5 separate regions of the Mus musculus genome follow, and all the other regions are linked to region 1. A link is a contact called in public Hi-C, HiChIP or PLAC-seq and promoter capture Hi-C data. All regions are on one chromosome and are shown on one strand. Each heading gives the region's core, a stretch centred on a gene start, on an enhancer-like site or on the middle of the called end of the contact. The rest is flanking DNA. Distances are from core to core; before and after follow the strand shown. Region 1 holds the start of Tsacc (TSSK6 activating co-chaperone). Region 2 holds the start of Dennd4b (DENN/MADD domain containing 4B). Region 3 holds the start of She (src homology 2 domain-containing transforming protein E). Region 4 holds the start of Pbxip1 (pre B cell leukemia transcription factor interacting protein 1). Region 5 holds the start of Flad1 (flavin adenine dinucleotide synthetase 1).

What was found. Promoter capture Hi-C pulls out the DNA fragments that hold promoters and counts their contacts. Hi-C and Micro-C count contacts between places; a contact is called where the count stands out from the background. HiChIP or PLAC-seq counts read pairs in DNA pulled down with a chosen protein or histone mark.
Region 2: a contact with region 1 is called in an H3K27ac HiChIP or PLAC-seq map of thymic regulatory T cells, with 6 times the contacts expected there. The contact joins the promoter of Dennd4b here to the promoter of Tsacc in region 1. A contact is called at or near these places in 1 of 484 Hi-C or Micro-C datasets (CD4 T cells), 1 of 115 datasets of contacts at active chromatin or transcription factors (thymic regulatory T cells) and 1 of 9 other capture datasets (liver).
Region 3: a contact with region 1 is called in a promoter capture Hi-C map of liver, with 3 times the contacts expected there. The contact joins the promoter of She here to the promoter of Tsacc in region 1.
Region 4: a contact with region 1 is called in a promoter capture Hi-C map of erythroid cells, with 7 times the contacts expected there. The contact joins the promoter of Pbxip1 here to the promoter of Tsacc in region 1. A contact is called at or near these places in 2 of 39 promoter capture datasets (erythroid cells and liver) and 1 of 115 datasets of contacts at active chromatin or transcription factors (pancreatic cancer cells).
Region 5: a contact with region 1 is called in a Hi-C map of B cells, with 9 read pairs. The contact joins the promoter of Flad1 here to the promoter of Tsacc in region 1. A contact is called at or near these places in 2 of 39 promoter capture datasets (erythroid cells and pre-B cells), 1 of 484 Hi-C or Micro-C datasets (B cells) and 1 of 115 datasets of contacts at active chromatin or transcription factors (pancreatic cancer cells).

Annotation. Positions count from the first base shown.
Region 1 is chr3:88,295,477-88,298,355 of GRCm38.p6, forward strand. Tsacc (TSSK6 activating co-chaperone) reads right to left here and starts at 1,523. Exons shown (of 4, transcript NM_001357024.1): 1 at 1,348-1,523. Cct3 (chaperonin containing Tcp1, subunit 3 (gamma)) reads left to right here and starts at 1,659. Exons shown (of 14, transcript NM_009836.1): 1 at 1,659-1,790. The coding sequence starts at 1,760.
Region 2 is chr3:90,263,868-90,266,746 of GRCm38.p6, forward strand. It overlaps Dennd4b (DENN/MADD domain containing 4B), which reads left to right and starts at 1,368. Exons shown (of 28, transcript NM_001356483.1): 1 at 1,368-1,694. Crtc2 (CREB regulated transcription coactivator 2) reads left to right here. Exons shown (of 14, transcript NM_028881.3): 14 at 1-258.
Region 3 is chr3:89,829,940-89,832,818 of GRCm38.p6, forward strand. It overlaps She (src homology 2 domain-containing transforming protein E), which reads left to right and starts at 1,431. Exons shown (of 6, transcript NM_172530.3): 1 at 1,431-2,164. The coding sequence starts at 1,565.
Region 4 is chr3:89,435,285-89,438,163 of GRCm38.p6, forward strand. It overlaps Pbxip1 (pre B cell leukemia transcription factor interacting protein 1), which reads left to right and starts at 1,420. Exons shown (of 11, transcript NM_146131.2): 1 at 1,420-1,496.
Region 5 is chr3:89,410,415-89,413,293 of GRCm38.p6, forward strand. It overlaps Flad1 (flavin adenine dinucleotide synthetase 1), which reads right to left and starts at 1,467. Exons shown (of 8, transcript NM_177041.4): 1 at 1,370-1,467; 2 at 744-966. The coding sequence starts at 830.

The sequences.
Region 1 (2,879 bases), core at 273-2,772:
GTCAAACAACAGTGTCTTCTTTCCTAAGCACTCCCCTGAAAGCCCGAAGTGTAACAGTATATAACAGTGTATACACTATCTCATAGAGGTGTCTGGTTTTAAATGTAAAATTTTTAAGTTTTAATTATGTGAATATGTACATATATGAGTAGATCTCCCTTGAGTGAGAGGTGACTGTGAGCAGCCAGACATCAGTTCAAGGAATTGTGCTGAGGTTCTCTGCAAGAGCAATATACCCTCTAAGCCCACTGAGCCTTCCCTCCAGGCTGCCTCCCTTATGTGGTCCAGGGAGACTGAAGCCACTGAAAATCGCTATCCTCTTGACTCAGCCTCTGGAGTTTATTACAGGGGTGTGCTACCACACCAAACAAACAACTGTTCTGAAATTGTTAATTTTTCTCCAATTCCCTTCGGCAGTTTTTGTTAGTGCCTTTTCACTGCAGAAGACAAAGCATACCAAATACGAACTTTAAATCTATCACAAACATGTCATGACTCTTTGAGACTTCTGTTTAATTACTAGCCTTATTTTTTTTGTTGTTTTGTTTTGTCTTTTTCCTATATGGGGTGATCTGGCAAGAGGCTTGTCTCCAGTTTGAGATCAGCCTGGTCTTTACGACGAGTTTTAGGCCAGCCTTAGAACTCTGGTAAAGATAATACGGTAATTAAAAAAACAAAAACTCTAGTTTCTTTTGTCACTAACCAGTGACCAGGCTGGGGGGGAGGGGGCGAAGAAGACTCATAATACTGCAAGAAACACGACTTAGGATATTCGGGGGAAATGTGAGCGATCCTCCTTTATGTCTTTTTGCCTTAGACTCAACGTATTTTTCTAAGAAGTAAGACATTAGGACAGGAGAGATAGCTCAACAGTTAAGAGCAATAGATGGTCCCGCAGACAGGGTTACTTCCTAGCACCCACGTGGCGGTTCACAATCAATTCCAGTTCCAGAGGATCAGACTCCCGCTTGATCGCCTCTCACAAGTGGTGCACCTACATACGCACAGGCAAAACAACCATACACATAAAATAAAAAATAGGTACATCTAAAGAACAAGAATTTTCCTTCCTTTTCTTTAAAAAAGAAAACCAGCGCGTCTAGAGCAGTAAACCACAACTCCCAGCATGCTCCGGGGAGGCGGGGAGCCGAGTCGTTGCCTCCCCGCCCCGTAGGACAACTTCCACTTTTACACTGCCTCAATCTCTCGGGCCACGACGGGTATTTCTGGCTCCTCTACTCCTCCCTACCGCTAAGGCTGAAATAAAAAGTAGAGAACTATCATGCCTTCCTTGGCCTTCACGGTCGGACGAGAACCGATGGACAAAACAGAGCTTCATGATCTTACCTACAGCATTAATCCAAAGCCTCCACCCCAGCACCCACCCTCTAGTGGGTACTCATGCGCTGTAGCGAGCCAGCTAACTGCCCGTGCTTTGGCGCTTGCGCAGACATTCTGGCCGCACGCGGCCGGGAGCGGCCACGCCAGTGCGCAAGCGCTTGCGTCTCCCAGTCCCCTACATCATGCCCTCTCTATCTAACTTGCCTTGCCTTTCTTGCGTAGAGGGCGGGGCTAATACTGTCGATTGGCCTATGTTTTTGTCAATCAATAAAATGAGTTTGGTGATTGGCGGCACTTCAGAGGTTAGCAGGTTTCTGTGTCATTCCTGAGGAGGCAGCGTTTTCTTCGCTGCTCTTCTCTCCAGAAGGTTCTGCCGATTCCCCCCAGCTCTGGAGAGTCGGCTCTGCGTCGTGCCGCCATGATGGGCCACCGTCCAGTGCTCGTGCTCAGTGAGTTCAGGGAAGGGATGTCTCTCTCCGCCCCTCTCTCCCCAAGCTGGCCAGTGTTGCCCAGCTCCGTCCCGCCATGACTCGGCCCTCGTGCCTTCCAGTGGTCTTTTCGCCTTGGACCAAGCTCCTTCCCCACTTTTCTTCTCTTGCCTCTCCTGTCGCCTTCTTTTGACAAAATGACTTTCCGCTCTCGGAGTCGCTAGTCTTTACGTGTGCTTCATCCTATTCGCGTTCGGTTCTTTAGTCGCCACCCTCCACGCCCCCGTGTCCTTTACAGCATGATTTCCGTGTAGATAGTAATGATGGTTCTTAACGGTAGGCCTTGCTTCCTATGCTCGGTCCATCCCTCCGTAGAGGCGTGACTTAACGGCAACTCGCTTGATTGATACTTTAGCATCAGTATTTAGGAGGCTGTAGTAGAGTTGTTAAGTTGATAAGTAAAAGCTGCCTTTACCGGCAGATCGAATCGGAAGTGGCATCTTTTCAGTAGCGGTCATTCAGCAACCCTTGTTCGGAAATGACATTCCTGGCGTTCCCGATCTTGGATGTGATCTTTCCCACCAGCCAGTTCTCCCAAATTCCTTTCCTGGTTTTCTTTCCTCTTTAGGGAACGCCACTCATCTCAGTAAAGAGCACCAGTTCCTTGTCAGTTACCTGAGCTATTGAGAATAACTCAGTAAGCCTGGGTCAAAGTTAAACATAGTAAAGAGAAAAACAGATTTAGTCTGGCCACACTGGGAGGAGAGACAAAGGTGTTCAGTGACACTACCTCTCCTACACACTCGTAGACGAGTCCATGAGGTTTTAAGCAGCAGGCCAGATTTGTAAGAAGTCATTATTTTCTGCTCTAGTCTCCTGAGAGAAGTTTACCTACAGGGTGGCTCTCAGGCTTTAGTCTTTTTCCTGTTCTATCGTGAGATTCCTTGGCTTGTGATTGATATTTTGTTTGTTTTCGTCTGTGTATGGCACCAAGATTCCCTGGAATTGGAGTTACAGGCAGTTGTGAGCCACCTTGAGGGGCTGGGAATTGAAGCTGAACCATCTTTCCAGCCTCACAAGCAGACTTTCTTGGTCACTAATCTTTGAGAC
Region 2 (2,879 bases), core at 118-2,617, 2.0 Mb after region 1:
GTATGTCTGGTGGGCTTGGGGGAATTCAAGGGAGGGCCTAAAAGCACTTGTAACTTTGAAAACCGTCTGTCTGGAGGTCAGAGCCTGTTGGGAAGCAAGGTGTAGAGGGAAATCTTGGAGAGAGGGCTTGTCCAGAAGGGATGGGCACTACCAGCCCCTCCCTATTTCTCTTCCCCTTGCAATGGAAGAGAGAGCCAGAATGGATATTATTTTTTATTAAATATATTATATGTTAATAAAAAATCCTATTAAACCTTTTGTGTGCTTGGCTATTTGGTACATGGCTGGGGACCTAAGGAGGTTTGGTGCCATAGGTTCTTTTGTGTTGCATTTTTGTTTGTTTGTTTTTTGACAGGATTTCTCTTACATAGGGCAGACTACCTAGAAGTCACACGTGCCCGTTGGCACCTTGGCTTCCTTAGTGCTAGGGCTACGGGTGTGCGTTAATCCTCTCAGAACTTTTGTGCTTGTGCGGAAGCACCATTCTCAGATTTAGGTCCCAAACTGGATGTATCCTAAAGCCTATACAGACTTCACCGAGGCAGCAGGAAGTCACCTTATGTGCCCTTGTTTGTTTAAGGCCCTGCCTGCTGCAGCATCAGGGGATGGGGCACCGTGACTAGCCTGACAAGTTACTCTTCTGAAGCCCTGGGTAAGGAGAGGCTGTTGTCCCAAGTCACAGTTGTTTCTGTTAGAAAATCCTCCCCTCTCCTGGAGGAGGCTATTGCCAGTGTTGATGCTTCTAGAGAGAAGTAAGCAGGCCTAGCTGGCTTACTTGGTTTATGTTTGGGGGACCTAAGCAATCTCATGTTCTGAGGACTGTATGTCGATTCATCCATTTCACTGCTCCATTTGGGTTTAACGCAATAGATCCTTGGGAGACAACCATGTTCCACGAAGGCTTTGTTAGACTTCACCCAGCATAGTGAAAGGAGTGCTACACCTCCACTATTCGGCTTCATGCCTTTCTTCCTCTTTTTCAATGTTCTTGTCATTTCTCGAAAGAAGAACTGAGAGTTTCTGGCTCTGGCCAGTGGGTTCTAAACGTGGAAGTGGGGAGTCACCTGGGTTTCCCAGGTCTAGGTCTTCAGGGCCTTCGCTGTGGCACAGTGGCCACATCTGACGGTAGGGCAGGACAGGAGCACCGACTCTGACTTCGGGGCCATCTGGGGTCAGTGTCTTGCTTTTTCCTCCGGGTGGTGGGAATCCGCTTGGTTGCAGGGGGCCCTCCCAGCCACCAGGGGTCGCACTGCAGGCGGCAGGGTGTTGGGCCGGCGCTAGCCAGGGTCACGGCCGCAGGCCCGGGTGTGTGGGGGGGGGCAGAATAGCGGAGGCGCCCGCGGCTCCTGGGGGGGTGGGGGGCGGGTATGAGTGGAGAAAGCAGGGCGCGTTGAAGAGCTTGGGGTCCCCAGCAACGTGGGAGCCGGGAGGACCGCGCGGCTGGAACTAGCGGTGTGGTGTGGCAGCAGTCCCCGCGTGGCGCAGCGCGCGGGGACGCTGGGACCGCCCAGATCTTCTTCCACCGTGCCCGGCGCCCTCGGCTGCTGCTTCTTCCTTCAGCCCGGGCGCGAGCGGCTCCTAAGTCGAGTGCGCCATGTCCGGGGCTGGATAGCAGCCCAGCCGCCCGCCGGCCCGCCAGCCCGCCCTCAGAGCCACCCGCCAGCGGGCCGGCTGGGGAGTCCCAGGGCAGGCAGGTAGGGGCCGGACCGGGCGGGGCGGCGGGCGGGTTAGGGCGGGCGGAGGGCGGGCGGCTCCAGGGACTGTCCCCAGCTGTTCTACGCTGCGCATCTGGTTCCGCTTCCTCCCTCCCAGAGAAGTGAAAGTGGAGGGGAGGGCGCAACCCAGAGCTAGCTAGCTGTGCTCGACATCCTACAACCTGGAGCTCCCGCGGGCGCTCAAGCCAGAGCACCCCTCCTTCCCGCCTGGGTCACGCGGCTGCTGGCGCTGCTGCCGTCACGTCCTCGGCAGTCCCCGCGCGCGCTTCTCTCGGCCCTCCGGCCTCTTGCTCAGCCACCTCCCCCGCGCCGCGCCCTCTGCCCTAGCCCCGACTTCCCGTCATTCGGCATGTGGGCGTTGGGACCCAAAGTGGCTCCAGTGCCGTTGTTTTCCCCCAAGGGAGAAGGGGCTGCATTCTATAGGACTCTTCCCTGGCTGGATAAGGGAAGGCCTGGACACACAAGTCCTGTTGATCCGGGACCACCCACTTGCCTATAGAGGGTCTCATCTAACGGCTTTTGCCTACTGTCTGGAGCACAGAACTACTATTGGCCTGCAGTGGATGAGAGAGTGAGCTGTGTCCTGGAGTTAAATCAGGAGGCTGACGCTGACTCCTGGCTTCACCTCTCAGATGTAGAGAAGCTCAAGCTAAATTTAGCTTGAGTTGGGGCATGTGTGTCCAGAGGCCAGGTTGAGAAGACAGTCGGTTTGGCTCTAGTTCTCTGAGGAAGAGCGGGAGGTTAAATAGACTGTGCATCCTGGAGACACTAAAAGCTTCCCTGCCTTGCACAGGACCCTTAGTGGGAGGTCTGCGTTGGTCTGATGCTGTGCTGGCACCTTAAACAGTACTATCCCCCCCGCCCCCCCAGCGATACCACACACCCATAGGCTGACTTATGCTGAGCTAGCGACAGCTTCCCCTTCGCAGCCATTTCAGGAAGTAGCCTCCCTTCCCCTCTGAAGCACTCTCTCAGCCTCTAGCCCCTTGCAAGCTACCCGCCAGGCTTCTTCCCACCTTCAGCACCCTGGGGCACCTCAGGACTCTTGGGGCTTCCACTCCCCAGGGTCAGGCCATGGAGGCAGGTGAGATAAGTTACCAATAGGCTGTTGTGGCCCCGATTCTGTCTTGGGCTGGGTGGCGCGGGCATGGCATGACTGGAGCT
Region 3 (2,879 bases), core at 181-2,680, 1.5 Mb after region 1:
AATTCCATATTAAACAGCTGAATTTCATGGCATCTAAATTATACCTCAATTTAAGCTAAGATGCATTTCCAGCATCTGAACGGTCAAGGTGAGCTTACATTTCTTCCACCAAGTACCATCCACAAGCTGATGGTGGCTGGTGCTATCCGACCCCCGCAGCTTGTAGCTTGGGTTTTCAAACCTGCTGCATGAGACTCTGGACCACATTTAGGGCTGTTGTTGTATAATGGTATTGTTTTATCTTTTACTTTGAGGTTAGAAGACAATTTTATTAGAGTTTGAGAGAAAAATGGCAGAGCAGGAAAACTGTAAACTCTTGGTAGCTAAAAGAAGGATGGATAGGAGGAATGGAGATCAGTAATTGAAGTCTACCAAAAGCTGCATGGGGCTGAAGATGTAATTCGGTTGGTAGAGTGCTTGTCTAACATGCTCCAAGCCCGGGCTGTCATCCACAGCACCACATGAAATTCACAGTGGTGACACCCTTTGCCATCACGCAATAGTCTGAGGTCGTCTTCTAATACACCGAGGCAAGTTAGGATTCCATAGGCTGCTATTGGAGGAGTAGAAGGGAGGAGAGAAGTGGGTAGGAGAGGAGACAGAGAGGGGAAGGAGAAGGTGGGGGTGGACAGCAGCACCATAAGAGAACCAGGTCAAGCCGGCTTAGGGCTTTTGGCCTTTATCCAGAGAGAGAAAAGATACATTTTCTGTCTCAAAAGTCCGCAGGTCTACCAGTGAAGACCTGTAAACAACTGCCGGGTTTTGTGTCTGAAAGGAGAAGATTTCATTTCATGTTCATATGTAATCGTTTTTCATATTTAATCTTTTTAACAACAATAACAAAAACCTTTGAAATTGCTTTGAAGAAAGAGCGACAAGGAGAGAATCAAGTAGTGTGAGAATCAAGTAGCTGAGGCGTCTTCGCAGGAGGGCGCGGGTCGGGGACCTCCAAGCTCTTCTCCCAACAGTGCCTGGGGTTGGTGGGACCCCTCTCTGGTCCTGCAGCCAGAGCGATACCTGCGCGGCCCTCAGAGCCGCCCGGTCGAACTTCGAGCCTTCGCCCGCCGCGTCCAGCTTGGGGTTCCACGCGCCCCCGACGAACGTGCGGAACCGGAGAGCGAGGGAAGCCGCGCGGGCGCTCCCGATCCTTGTTCTCGAGCGCGACTCCTGGCCACGATCCCCGCACACGTCCCGTCTGCAGAGATGGGGGCAGTGTTGGACTCGGTGCGCACGCGGGGGCCCCGGCGCCGGCGAGGGAGGGGCGCGTCCGTCCTCCGTCCTGTGCGTCCACCGCGGGGCGGGCGCCGGGGCACTGCGGCCGCCATCGTCCCAGTTAGGGTGGGCAGGGCTGCCGGGGGCTTCCGTGGGCTCGGCCTCGCCCACCTCGGGAGGAAAGGCAGGGGAAGCCCCGGCGCCCGGCAGCCCCAAGCGGTGGAGCGCAGAGAACACGGCGGTCCGATCACTGCGCCCGTCTAGCTTCGGGCCGAGCGGGTGCCACCCTGCCAGGCGCGCGCGTCTAGCGGCCCGGAGCCTCGCGGCGGCCTCCAGCGTCCAGCCCCGGGGAATGCGGCGGCCCCCGGCCCCTGGCGCCCCACGGTGTCTCAGCTGGGCCTCCTCACTCTTCTGCTCCGCGGCCTCGACGCTCCCGGGCCCCCTGATGGCGGCGAAATGGTTCAAGGAGTTCCCGCTTACTCTGAAGACCGCGTCGGAGCGCGCCCGGCCCGGGGGCGCCGGCGGCAAGCCGCGCAAGAACTCGGAGACTGGCGGCGCGGCGCCCACCCCGGGCAAGGGCCGGAAGAACTCAGCGGCCGAGCTGGGGGCCAGCAAGGCGAGCAGCGGACCCCCAAAGGACAGTCGGCTGTCCCGGGACAGCCTGCAGGGTCTGATCCAGGCCGCTGCTGGCAAAGGCCGTAAGAACTCCCGGGTCACCGCCACCGCCACCGAGGAGGAGCCCCACCGTGGCGCGGTGACCAAGAGCGCGGGCTGCAGCACCTACATCAGTAGGCTCATCAAGGTGGACACGCAGGAGAAGAATGGGAAGAGCGCCTACCCGGGCGGTGGCAGCACCAGCAGCTCCAGCAGCTCCTCTTCCTCTGCGTCCTCTTCCCCGTCCTCCCTGGGCCCTGAGCTGGACAAGGCCAAGATAATGAGACAGCAAGACACGGTAAGAACACAGCATCTCTATCCTCCTCTCAGTTGTGGAATTGGAAGGGCTTGGGGGGGGGGGGCGGGGAAGGACGCATGGGAACCTGATGAACCCCAATATTCATTAGGCATAAGTGAAGTTGAAGATGTTTTCTAAGGCCTTCCTCTGTATTCATTCTGACTCCCAAGTGACTCTTCAAAACTCACTGGAGACCTTGACAGCAAGGTTTGTTGTGGTTGGTTTTTGTTAGTTGTTTCAAAGAGCAGTCGAAGGGAAGGGAAAGGAACTGGCCTTCCAATGGGTGTGGTGTACTGTGGTTCTTGTTTTCATGTTTGACATCGAGGGGTCTATCAAGCTAGACTTCTGTAAGGCTTACGCCGCCTGAGTATGCAAAACATCGGTAGCCCGTGAACTGTGAAGCGCAGGTTGCCCATCTTCCAGCCACTCAGTTTCAGCTGCTGTGCAAGCGGCAAAGGCTTCCATTCATTCTGTGGCTGTACTGTACATTCATTCTGTTTATTGTACTGTAGCCATATAAGTACTCGCCATGGACACTAAGGGATGTGGTGGGGGGGGGGGCACAGTCCATAGCAAGGAAATGTCTTTAAGGAAATTACAGATCAGGAGAGAAGAAGGTGTTTCCTGCACATTCGTCACCAGAGGGCTTCTGGGTCCTGTCCAGTGTGGGAAAGGTGAACCTATTCTCTCCATCCTTTTTGTTTGTTTTGTTTTG
Region 4 (2,879 bases), core at 170-2,669, 1.1 Mb after region 1:
GCTTTTGGAGCAATTCTTGGGCTAGTCGGAAGCCAGATGGGGTTGGAGCCAAGGCCTCTGGCATCAGGGCCTGAGCTCTGGATTTAAACCTTCCAGTTCCCTTGCGTCCAGAGTTTTTATTTCAGACATTTATTTGGGGTGCCCAAGGAGGTGACAGGTGAAGATACTTTGGGCTGACCTGAGGATCTGAGTTCAATCTCTGAAACCCATGGGTGGAAGGAGAGAACTGACATGGCAGCTTGCCCTCTGCCCTGTGTCCCACGGCTGGTATGTATCCTCACACACAAGTAAGGTGGGGTTTTTGTTTGTTTGTTTGGTTGGTTGGTTTTAAATATGAGTTTTCAGGCTGGATGGCTCACCAGTTAAGAACTCCTGTTTTTTTCCAGAGGACTCAGGTTCAAGTCCCAGCACCCACGTGGCAGCTCACAACCATCTGTAACTCTAGAATGCTACAGCCATGCTGGCAAAACACCCATCCACATAAAAATTTGAAATTTCTTAAATGCTTCCCCTTCCATTTTACAGATGACAGACAGCGCTCCACTGCTGGGTCACATCCAGCCCTGACTTTAATTTGTGGATGCTTTTCTGCCTCGGTTCTTCCATTGTTTTTGTTTGAGTTTTTTTTTTTTTTTTTTTTTTTGCTTTTGTTTTAGTTTGGTTTTGGTTTGGGATTTGTTTAGTAGCCCAGGCTGGACTTCAACATCCACTTCTTCAGTCTTTCCAGTGGTGGGATTATAGCACCTCCCTCCATTAATTTTTTAAAAATTTATTATCTTGTGTCTGTATGATCTCTTGAGGTGCAAACATGTGCACACGTGGAGGTTTTACCCAGCTAAGACATCCCACAGGGTGTGCGTGTGCATGTGTAGCAGGATCTCACTATGTAGCCCTCACTGGCCTGGAACTCACTATATATAGATTTGGCTGATATCAAACTCAAGAGATCCACCTGCACACCTGCCTCTGTCTCCCAGGAGCTGGCACCACCATGCTTGGCCGTCTTCCATATCCAAAGTAGTGGCATCCTTAGTCTGCATTGGGGCGGATAAGAGTGGTGAGAGGGCTATTTCTAAACCCACAACTTGCACTGGACCCCATCCCCCATCCTACAGCTGTCTCTGTCTATCCTGGGACCAACATGGCACCTGGTCCTTGCCCCCTCATCAGACAGCACCTTTCAGTTTTAGGTCTTCCTACTAGACACTAGACACTGAGAAAAGAGGGGAGGTCTCCCAAATTTACTTTGCTGGAGACCAAATTGCCCACCAAAAAAGATAAACCAAGGGAGAGAGGTACTGCGTAGACCTTCTCTCCCCTGCCTGGGCGTTCAAGTCCAGCTTTTCATTGGTCAAAAGTTCCCCCTCACCCCCCCCCCCCGCGGGGAAGTCGACTTTTCACTGGTCAAACACTAGCCACGTGACTCCCCTCTTGTCTTCCTGGGCTGGGAGGTTGCAACAAGTTAAGCTGAAGACTGAAGCGAGGAGCTGGGTCAGGTAAAGGAGTCCTTGCCGGGAAGGGGCGTTACAGACTCCCACTTTATCCCCAGATAACAAAAGAGGGCAAAGCTGTATAAAAGGAGTGGGCAGCCCCGGCGTCCACATACTGCCCAACACAGGACCGAAGGGCGGGGAAGGAGGGAGACAGATGATTCCGAAGCAGGAACTCAGGCAAGTTTTTGTGGTCCCAGGTCCTTCCCTTTAAAGGTCAGACAGAGAAGGAAGTTAGAGACAATCAAGGGCATATCAAACCAGACTTCCCAGTTTTGTGCAGACTGGGAACACTCTCTTTTTTAGAAACAGCAGAAGTTTTTGTGAAATCCTGCCTGAGTGAAAAGGGGAGAGAGAGTAGTGGGTGGGTTTTCTTCTTAGAGGTCAAAGACTGCCCTAAAATCACAGCTGGGAAGGGTGGCAGCTAAGTGGGCTCTGGATTGCTTAGACAGGCTTCCTAATAAGGTATTAATGTGCCGATGTGCCGGCCTGGGAAAGCGGGGATGCTTTTTGGTATCAAGGGTTGGGACCCCGAGTGCAGGGGTTCTAGGAAGACTTCTGCTTCAGTTTTAGGTTTGTCTTGTTGACCTAAATACCATACCATTGCCGATTTCCATGGAGACGATGGGTCTGACATCACCCTGGTTGCCATGGTGCTGAGTTCTGGAGGACCTGAGCAGGCTGTAAACAGCCAGGGATAAACAGGGACCTCTGCTCTAGCTGCTGTGGCCACTTCCTTCCTGCTGCCACCTGTTAACAGTCACACACAGCAACTGGGGATGGCAGGACAGTGGAGGGACTGAGAGCCAAAAGCTGAAGGAAGATGGCTGTGTGGGTGTCACTAGAAGAAGGGGGTGGGGAGTTCGGGGTTTTTTGGGGACTTGGTATAGGGAAGTCATTGCAATTGTTTTGTCCCTGTGTGGGATGGGTATCAGTGTCTAGGAGACATGAGCATTGTGGAAGACACCACTAGATGTCCTTTACCTATCTTGGGCCTGAATCTTGCCCAACAGGAGCCACAGGATTTTTTTTTTTTTTAATGATTTATTTATTTAATGTAAGTACACTGTAGCTGTCTTCAGACACACCAGAAGAGGGAGTCAGATCTCGTTAGGGATGGTTGTGAGCCACCATGTGGTTGGTGGGATTTGAACTCAGGACCTTCGGAAGAGTAGTCTGGTGCTCTTACCTGCTGAGCCATTTCACCAGCCCCAGAGCCACAGGGTTTTTTAAGGCAATCATGCAGGACTTAAACCCAGTGGGAGTAGTTGGGGAGCATTTGGCTGGTACAGTCAAATTTCACATTCTGCCTTTTCTGCCAGTGGGTCAGCTAGCTGTCTGTCACTCCATCCTCTTACTTGATCCCGGTTGCACCGCCCTAGCCCAAGG
Region 5 (2,879 bases), core at 217-2,716, 1.1 Mb after region 1:
GCTAGAATCCTATCTCTTCCACTATTTTCCTTTTTTAATTTATTTTGAGACAGGGTTTCTCTGTGTAGCCCTGGCTGTTCTGGAACTGGCTATGTAGATCAGGCTGGCCTCGAACTCACAAAGATCCACTTGCCTCTGTCTCCCAAGTGCTGGAGGTTAAGGCATGTATCACTTTGTTCCTAGGACTTTGTAGGCTTGTGATCTGGGGTAAGTTTCCTAACCTCCTTGAGGCTGTTTCATAATTTATAGAGATCTGTAATAAAAACCCCAATTTCATGGAATTTTTGAAGTTTGTAAGGCCACATGTGATATAGTTAAGTGCAGACCAGCCTCTGGTAGACACTAAAAAAGATCAGGGTAACTATTACTGTTGCCAACCCATGCTTGCCACATCCTCTAACAGCACCCTGGCCGTCCAGAATAGAGTCCTTTCTTCTCTTACCTTCCTTCTAGCTCGCCTATCCAGCCTGCTGAGCTTCCTCTACTTGCTGTGCCACCTGTCACTTGTTATGTGGCTACTCTGCCCCCAGTCATACTTCGTAGCAAGTTGTAGGAAAGTTACTACCCATCTTTCAACAGAAACACTCAACCGAAGGGTCACTTTTCCTCCAATGTGTTAGGACTCACTCCAGGGCCGGACTTTGGCAAGAAAGGGGATTCCTACTCCGGTTTCCCTCCTTTCACCGTAAAGAGTCCACGACAATAGAATGCCACACTCTTCCCCTCTTCCGTTCCAGACACACCTTAAGGATCTCATCTCCAACAATGATGATGCCTGCTGTCACGCTGCGCCCTGATCCTGGGGGCAGTTCAGAGGCCCTAGATGCCATGGTCCTGCCCTCTGTGCTCTTTTGCAAGGCTTTCCAGTAGCCACTCAGAACCCCAAATTGGGGCCGTATGTACTGAGAGGCCGCCAGGTCTACAGGATGCAGGAGGCCATACCCTGAGTTCCGGGGTTGAGGGAACCTGGAAGAGCCAGAAAGGACAATGAAGACGTCAGGAGTGTACCTTCTTCCTAGAGGAAGGAAGGCTCAATCTTCTTTAGTCACCCTTACTCCGGCCTCTTTAACATACTCTTAAGCCCCAGGTTCCTAAAAACGTCTCGATTCCTATTCCTTTAAAGTGCCATGTTTTCCCAAGACCTACCACTTTAGATATCTCCGTCTGCCGAGCAGGTTTAAAATTTGCCCTATCTTGGGTATATCTGCACCTTTAAATGTCTCTTCTCTTCGGATCACCTGTCCCTTTAAATGTCTACCTTATTCTGGGCCTTAGGGTCCCTTTAAATGCATTTCTTTCCTCCCTCCGCCAATGACCAGGGCTCAACCTACTTCTGCACCCTTTCTATCCCGAGATCTCTTTTTCTCACCAGGCTTCAGATCACTGATCTCGTATCATCCCACCTCTATTTTGCCCCCTGCACAGGGTCATTCGCTCTTTCCTTTCCGCATGTCCTAGGACAGCTTCCGTACTCAAAGTCCCGCCTTACAATGCTTCATGTTGATTGGTTATTTTGGCTGTCGCTCACTCCTACCAGTGGTTCTATTGGTCTAACCGGCAATCGCTCACGCGCCTCATCGCGGAGCTAGAGGAAATGCTAAGTTGTTATTGGCAACACCATGTAGTCATCACTGTCCGGAAGTAAAAATAGGGGCCTGGCCTTAGCCCATGGAGGGCGGGACTTAAAGTGTTCTGGTACTCGAAGGGAAAATATTGGGAGGTGTTTTAAGGACTGTCGGGTGGGACTGTCGGGTGCTGCTTTGTAGTACTAGAAGAAAATGAAGGTCTGATTCTGTTTCATTCAAATATTAAAAAACAGTTCAGACAGAGCCCCAGTATATAGCCCGGGAAGTAACTTGTTTAAACCGATCAGCCTGGTCTCGAACTGCCTGGGGAGTGGTGGGATTCAAATCATGTGTTACTACACTTCATTGCATCACATTTCTCTTTCTGTCTCTACCCCTCTCTCCTCTTTCGAGATAGGGTTTCTCTGTGTAGCTGGAATTCGCTCTGTAGACCAGGTTTATTAACTCCTCCTGCTTCTGCCTCCCAGGTTCTGGGATTAAAGGCGTGGGCCACCACCGCTTGGCTTTGCCTCTTAAATTTGAGAAGGTGAAGATGGTTTTTCTTTTTTTTTTTTTTTTTCTGAGACAGGGTTTCTCTGTATAGCCCTGGCTGTCCTGGTACTCACTCTGTAGACCAGGCTGGCCTCGAACTCAGAAATCCGCCTGCCTCTGCCTCCCAAATGCTGGGATTAAAGGCGTGGGGAAGGTGAAGATGTTATTAGCATTAACAATGAGGTGTGAGCTGCAGGGTGTGGAACCTTCGTTTGTTTCTAATATAAAGGGAAAAACTACTTAAGCTTCTCTGACTTTAAAATGTAAAAACCCTTTCCTGCCCCACCTGCCTCCAGAACATCACTTCCCAATGATGGGTCCCTGGAGAGAGGGGTACGCAGGAGTACCTTGGACTCACTTTGGGTACTCACAACATTTCATTCCTACTTCAGTGCCCCTCCACCCTTTGCTTTGCTGGGGAAAAATAGCTTAATCATCTGGGTTTTTTTTTTCTTTTTTTTAAAAAAGCTTTTACTATTATTGTATGACTAGGAAGGACAGCAGTGTCCCAGCATGCAAATGGAAGCCAGAGGACAACTTTCTGGAGTCCCTTTTCTTTCACCTTTATGTGGGGCCTAGGATCTATCCCAATTTGGGTGGCGGAGTCTTACTCTTACCTGCTGAACCATCTCGCTATCCCTAGATATTACGATATGTAAATTGTGACCCAGTAGGTTTGGACGGGGTCTGACATCTACATTTCTCCTGGGATTTTCTGTTGTGACTTGGAGGCATGCTAAAACCACAATATCTTTTCAAATA